Regions from separate parts of the Rattus norvegicus genome. Here region 2 is linked to region 1. Evidence: chromatin contacts called from public Hi-C data. All regions are on one chromosome and are shown on one strand. Each heading gives the region's core, a stretch centred on a gene start, on an enhancer-like site or on the middle of the called end of the contact. The rest is flanking DNA. Distances are from core to core; before and after follow the strand shown. Region 1 has its middle 18 kb from the start of Zfp84. Region 2 holds the start of Zfp27 (zinc finger protein 27).

The links. Hi-C and Micro-C count contacts between places; a contact is called where the count stands out from the background.
Region 2: a contact with region 1 is called in a Hi-C map of Schwann cells, with 2.5 times the contacts expected there. The contact joins the promoter of Zfp27 here to the enhancer-like site in region 1. A contact is called at or near these places in 6 of 12 Hi-C or Micro-C datasets (the A7r5 cell line, Schwann cells, frontal cortex and 3 more).

Annotation. Positions count from the first base shown.
Region 1 is chr1:94,130,957-94,133,979 of GRCr8, forward strand. It overlaps a transcript of Zfp84 not described here. Among named protein-coding and RNA genes, the nearest start is that of Zfp84, 18 kb to the left of the region's middle. Within about 2 kb of position 1,370, at least 67 of the 93 cell types and tissues checked have an H3K27ac peak or open chromatin away from gene starts, as enhancers often do. A contact at or near this core is called in Schwann cells, kidney and liver, where this site is marked.
Region 2 is chr1:94,256,941-94,259,989 of GRCr8, forward strand. It overlaps Zfp27 (zinc finger protein 27), which reads right to left and starts at 1,253. Exons shown (of 4, transcript XM_008759226.3): 1 at 527-1,253. Zfp420 (zinc finger protein 420) reads left to right here and starts at 2,775. Exons shown (of 5, transcript XM_039093741.2): 1 at 2,775-3,049.

The DNA.
Region 1 (3,023 bases), core at 120-2,619:
CTGTCGTTCAAATAAACAGAACCCACCATTGTTGGGCTTCAGGGGTTCCCACAAACCAAAACTTGGAAAAAAAATAGGCATTAGAATGAAAGAAAGAAATTATAACTCATTAAGAATCTGTGCACACATGCTGTTAGACTGAAGAAACGGACCAAAGGAAAACTCTTCCTCACGTACGAACTCTCGTAGGGTTTTATTGCTGTGAAGAGACACCATGACCAGGGCAACTTTTATAAAGGAAATCATTTCATGGGGGCGGGCTTTCAGAGGTTCAGTCCGTTGTCATCATGCGGGAAAGGTGGAGGCATGCAGGCAGCCGTGGTGTACCTTGAGCATGGCCTCAAAGCCCTGCCTTCACAGCGATACACTTCCTTGAATAAGGACACACACAATATCGCTACTCCGTGTGGCCAAGCGTTCAAATACATGAATCTACAGTAGCCACACCTATTCAAACCACCACAAGAACATAAGAATACCGCGGAAACCAATCAATTATTCTTTCAGAGACACCCACACCTATGATTTCAGGTGCTGTCATTCTGAGCCACTCTCCTAACCCTCATGCTGAAGCCTATATTAAACCCCAAGCCTGCTTCATTAAAAGAAACCCACACCTTCAAATTCTACCACCACAGAAACAAAGGCAGGTGGGTCCCTGAGTTCGAGGCCAGCCTGGTCTATACAGATTGCTGGCTAGCAAGGGCTGCATAGAGTTGGTCTCAACTAAATATTTAAAAAAGAAAGAGGGGTTGGGGATTTAGCTCAGTGGTAGAGCGCTTGCCTAGCAAGCGCAAGGCCCTGGGTTCGGTCCCCAGCTCTGAAAAATAAATAAATAAATAAGAGAGAAAGAAAGAAAGAAAAGAAAAGAAAAAAGAAAAGAAAAACTGGTAAAAACTGACTCAGGTAGAGGGTGAGGTGTGATGGTGTGTGCACTTAATGCCCACATTCGGGAAGTTTGCTGGAGGAGCAATTCAAGTCCAAGGTCAGCCTGGTGGTCACAGAGAAATCCAGGGTCAAGGCCCTGGGTTCGGTCCTCAGCTCCGAAAAATAGAAATTAAAAAAAAAAAAAAAAGGAAAGAAAAGAAAGAAATCCAGGGTCATTTAGGGAGACCACGGCTTAAAAAACAAACAATAGATGTCCAAACTAGTGTAAGGGACGTGGTTCAGCAAGTGCTCCATGCTGGACCTCAAAGCATCAGGGAGTCAGTTTGTCCAACGCCAGAGTTACTGCTCTAAGCCTAAAGACTTGGCCATTTCGGCCCAACCCTGGAACCTGGAGTCAAACTGTCCCCCTCAGTCCAGGCCCGCACAAGATGCCACTGAAACCTCCCTCCTCCCCGCGGTTCCCTTGCGCGCATGCGCACTGCTGCAGAGTCGCACACAAGCCCTCCCACCCCTTGCCCCAGTCCTTGAGCTGGGGTCCTGGCTCTGGAAGCCCAGAACCCAGTCAAATCTAGTGGCGCTCAGTCTCTGGTTTGAGATCTGATGTCCCAGCGCCTTCAGTATCACCACCCATAGCACTTTGGTGCCACGGCGGCAGCGCTGAGAGGCCCGGGTCACCGCTGCTGCCGGGCCAGCGCACTCGCAATCCACCCTTCGGGGTCCGTCACGGGGGTGGTCCCGGTGCTTCTGCGTCCTACGCTCTTCTCCGGGGACCTTTTCTGAGGATCCCTGGGACTCGGGTGGCGGTTCGTGGGTGCGGTTTACGTGCTACACCTAAACCCCGGCCTGGTTGAGGACCGAGAAGGCGGGGGCCGCGATTTGCATCTTGGAGATACCCAGTGCAGAACCTCAGATTCCCCGCAGACCTGAGGAGCTGAAAGCCGGGGACACATCTGACCTAGAGGCCGGGCAGCCCCCAGAGTGGTAACCCGGGGAAGCAGGGTGGCCGAAGCAGCAAACTCGGGCACGATGACCGTGGGCTGCTGCAGTCTGTCTCGCTTGCGGGGATACATACCAGTGGGGTCAGCCGGGACCCCTGACGCGTGGAATGGGGTTCTGATCAAGTTCAGAAAAGCATAGGGGTGAAGCCAGAGAGCGTGGTGGCACACACCTGTCCTCTCAGGATTTGGAGGTGGAGGCAGGAGGAGAAGGCGCTCTGCTGCCTAACATTAGGTTGCAAGAGACCCCTCCGAAAGAAAAACAAACAAGGCCTGGAGTGTCTTCAATTCACTTTGCCTCTTCAGAAGAGGCAGCCACGACTTCTGTTTATAAGCGAGTTATGTGTGAGTTTCTAGTGCTTCTGTGTTGCTGTGAAATATGCTTAGGGGTTGGGGGGGGGGTTGAGTTTTTGTTTTTTGGTTTTTTTTGGGGGGGGGGTTGAACATGAGTTTGTTTAATTAACTTCTCTTTGAAAGCCGTCTGTGAACATGTTTCATTCAGCTGGGGGTGGTATGGCTGCCGCTCCACGAGGATCAGGCATTCTAGGCCAGCCTGGGCTACACTGAGACCCGGTCATGGCTTTGGGTCTGAGAATTTCCCTTCATTTTCAGCGGCAGAGACCTCGTTTAGCGTGCAGTGCCTGTGGTTCTGTGGTTATGTAGCACCCACGTGCTACACACTTAGTTGCCCCGTTTTTCTTAGGGTTCTCTAACACAGAAATACCTCTGCTAAAGGCTGATGTGTGATTTGTTAAGGACTAACATGCTATCTAAATGTTTGATTTGGTGCAGGAGGGACCACTGAGGCACTTCCTCAGGTCACCTGCACCTGGAGTAACAGATGGTTGTAAGGACCACGTGGGTACTGACTATTGAACTCAGATTACTCTGAAACAGCAACCAGTGCCCCTAACCACCGAGCCATCTGACTACCCACCCTACCCAAGTCTTTTGTAACCGGTCTTCTAGGTGATCCTGGTGCGTACTGAGGTCTCACTGCCACATTTTGCAGCTGAGTTCCCTGTCGTCTTGAGGAGGATGTATTTCTTTTTTTTTTTTTTTAAATAGATAATTCTTTTTTTTTTTTTAAGATTTATTCATTTATTATATATAAGTACACTGTTGCTGTTTTCAGATACA
Region 2 (3,049 bases), core at 3-2,502, 130 kb after region 1:
GTTCTGGGACATCCAGGGCTCCAAAAAACAAAAAGCAAAACCAAAACTGTAAGGCCATGTGATATATAACTCACAATACAACTGGGGAGCGGTAATTTTTATGCAATGTGAAGTCATTTATGAAAATGATTACGATATAGACCATAAAGCATTTTTCAACCTGACCACTACCCAGAGATATTATCTAAAACGGAAAATGCATTTCCAAATGACTCCTGGATCAAAGAAAATAAATTTAAAAAGAAAACCATTTGTATTTAATCAACAATAAAAAGTCTACATATAAATATGTAAGAATATAAATTCTTACATTAACCAACGCTAAAAATTAATGAGCTAAACTTTCGGGTTAGAAAGCAAACTGATCACAGACCCCAGGGGCTCTCGGGTGTTACAGACCCTCAGCCACTCATCACATTCCCTAACATCACATCACTCACAAGTCAGGACAGTCACACGTCACCCGGCCGGCCAACCTCCCTCCTCCAAAACTCAGAATCCCGTTATTGATCGGAGAAATCCTTACCACTGACAACCATCAACACAGCAGACAGTACCCAATACAGTCACTAACTCGCAACATACACACACATTAATGATTCCCTAGAATTCTAGTTGAAATCACCTCCAAGGTGCTTGCTCTTAAGACTTCAATGGAAACCGCGCGGAGGCGAGGGGAGAGGGGGAGGGGAACCATCTTCAAAGACCAAGGTCACTTCCGGTCTTTAAAAGAAAAAAAAATCCTTGGCTATTAGTACTGCGCATGCTCAGCGATACCTGCGACACAGGAGGACTCCAACAACCCACTAGGTGCCTAAAGAGTTTGCAGAACCTTTATATACCATTCCTTAAGAGGCTATGGCCGCGCCCGGAGATGCCGCGTAGGCCACCATCTTTGAAACTTAAGCATTCCGTACAGCAGAGGAATAGCTATCCAGCCAGATTACACAGAATGGGATAAAGAACGTAAATCCAAGCACTGTAGCCCTTGTCTGTGCATCATCCTATAGGAGGAGGTTCCTCTAGCTTTGAGGGCATGAGTTCTGTTATACTTTAAACCTAGTTGCCCGCCCCCTGCTGGAAGAAACCATGAGGTACAGGGGATCCAGCCAAAGAAGGAAAAAAATTGAGGGCTTGTGGGAGAAACCATATGAGGGGAAAAATCAAGGTGGTACAATCACTTTATAGAAAAATCATTCATGAAAAAGGTAGACAATTCAGGATGGAACTCTGCTCCTGAGGAAAAAAACCCCAGCAACCCCAAGATGCATCAGAACCAGTATCAGAAGCAACTGGAAGAATGTCAAAATCTTAAATAGGACAAACCGCATTGGGAAATAGAGTAGAAGCTGGGATAAACCCCCTGGGAGATACCGCCAGGGGTGGGGGTGGGTGGGAATAGAGCGGTCAGAATGTCCTTTGGAAGGACAGAGTAGAATACAGGCATAAAACCCGCTCGTTTCCGTTATTCACCACTCTAAGCACCTCAAGAATAGCTTAATACGAGGCATAGTGGCTCACATTTGCAGGCAGGATGAATCGATAGGCCAAGCTGAGATATGTAGAAGGAGGTAGGGAGACAGGAGGGAGGAAAGAAAGGACTTAGTAAGACCAACATGTGACTAAAAGCACCTAAAATTAAAATATAATTTATACACAGCAATGCCCTTAGTGTGTAAATGAAGCCTTAATTTAATACCATGGCCCACCCCCTTAATACCTAATTAAACACACACACACACACACACACACACACACACACACACACACACACATACAAAATGACATTGCAAGCTGAAACAGAGTCTCAAGCATTAGGTGCTCATACTGCTGTTGCCTAGAACCAGAGTTCTGTTTCCAGCCCCCACCACAGGTAGCCCACAAATCTGTCTGTAACTCTTGGTGATGTGGCATCCCCTTTTGGCCTGTACAGACACATATGTATGCATTAAAGCACATACCCATACAGAAAAACAGTAAAAACAAAACTTTTTAAAAGTACTGACAAAAGCCAGGGATGGTGGCACATGCTTTTAATCCCAGCACTAAAGAACTAGAGGCAGGCAGAATCTGTGAGTTCGAGACCAGCCTGGTCTACAAAGTGAGTTCCAGGACAGCCAGGGCTATACAGAAAAACTCTGTCTCGAAAAACCAAAAGGGAAAAAAAAGATAAAAGAATGGTAAACAAATGCTTATATCTGCTTTATTAAAATCAATTAATCTAGAGATTACCACAACAATCACAAACATGTGACTGGATATACAAACTCGTACATATAACTCATAAAACAATATTGTTCAGCTAAGAAAGGAAATACCTATGTAGAAATGAGTCCCATAAACACCAAAGCAAAAAAATGTACCTAGTATTGGACCTTCCCTTTAGTCTAAGTGTTTGTGTGACACGGACAGACTGATCTATATGAATTCAGTGCAAACCAAGTCTACTGAGTGACTCGCAGGTCGGCCTAGAGTAAGACCCAGACTCAAAATAAATAAAAATTCGAAGACAATTTTTTTCACTACTCTATAACAGAACGCTCTACCTCCTCGGGAACAACCACTCGTTTACAATTCTTTGTAAATCTGCTAGATTTTAATAACTAATATTCATTTTTTATGCCACCTAAATGGATCATAAAAATCCTATGCTGGGCCTCGCCAACAAAGAAGGGGAAGACGGGGAATCTGTCGTCATCCTGAATATTGCTACAGTGAGTTACAAGGCCCAGAAATATCCAGACTCAGGGTGTGGTATCTCAGAAATCATTTCAGCAACTTTGTTCCAGGAGACCAGTGCCACGCAGTTCCTTTTCTAGACTACATTTCCCAGAGACACATGCGACTCTACACAACTTCCGTCGCAAACCTACTCCAAAAAACATACAGTGATTCGGTGAGATTGGCCCCTAATGATGCAAGGGGCTCGTGCCCAGGGTGTCTGCCCTACGTATTGTGAGAGTTTCGATCCCAGTTTGTATCTCTGTCTAGGAATTTTCCGCACAAAATTCCAAATGCGGAGCCAGATCCTCGGCCTGCCTCAGGCCGT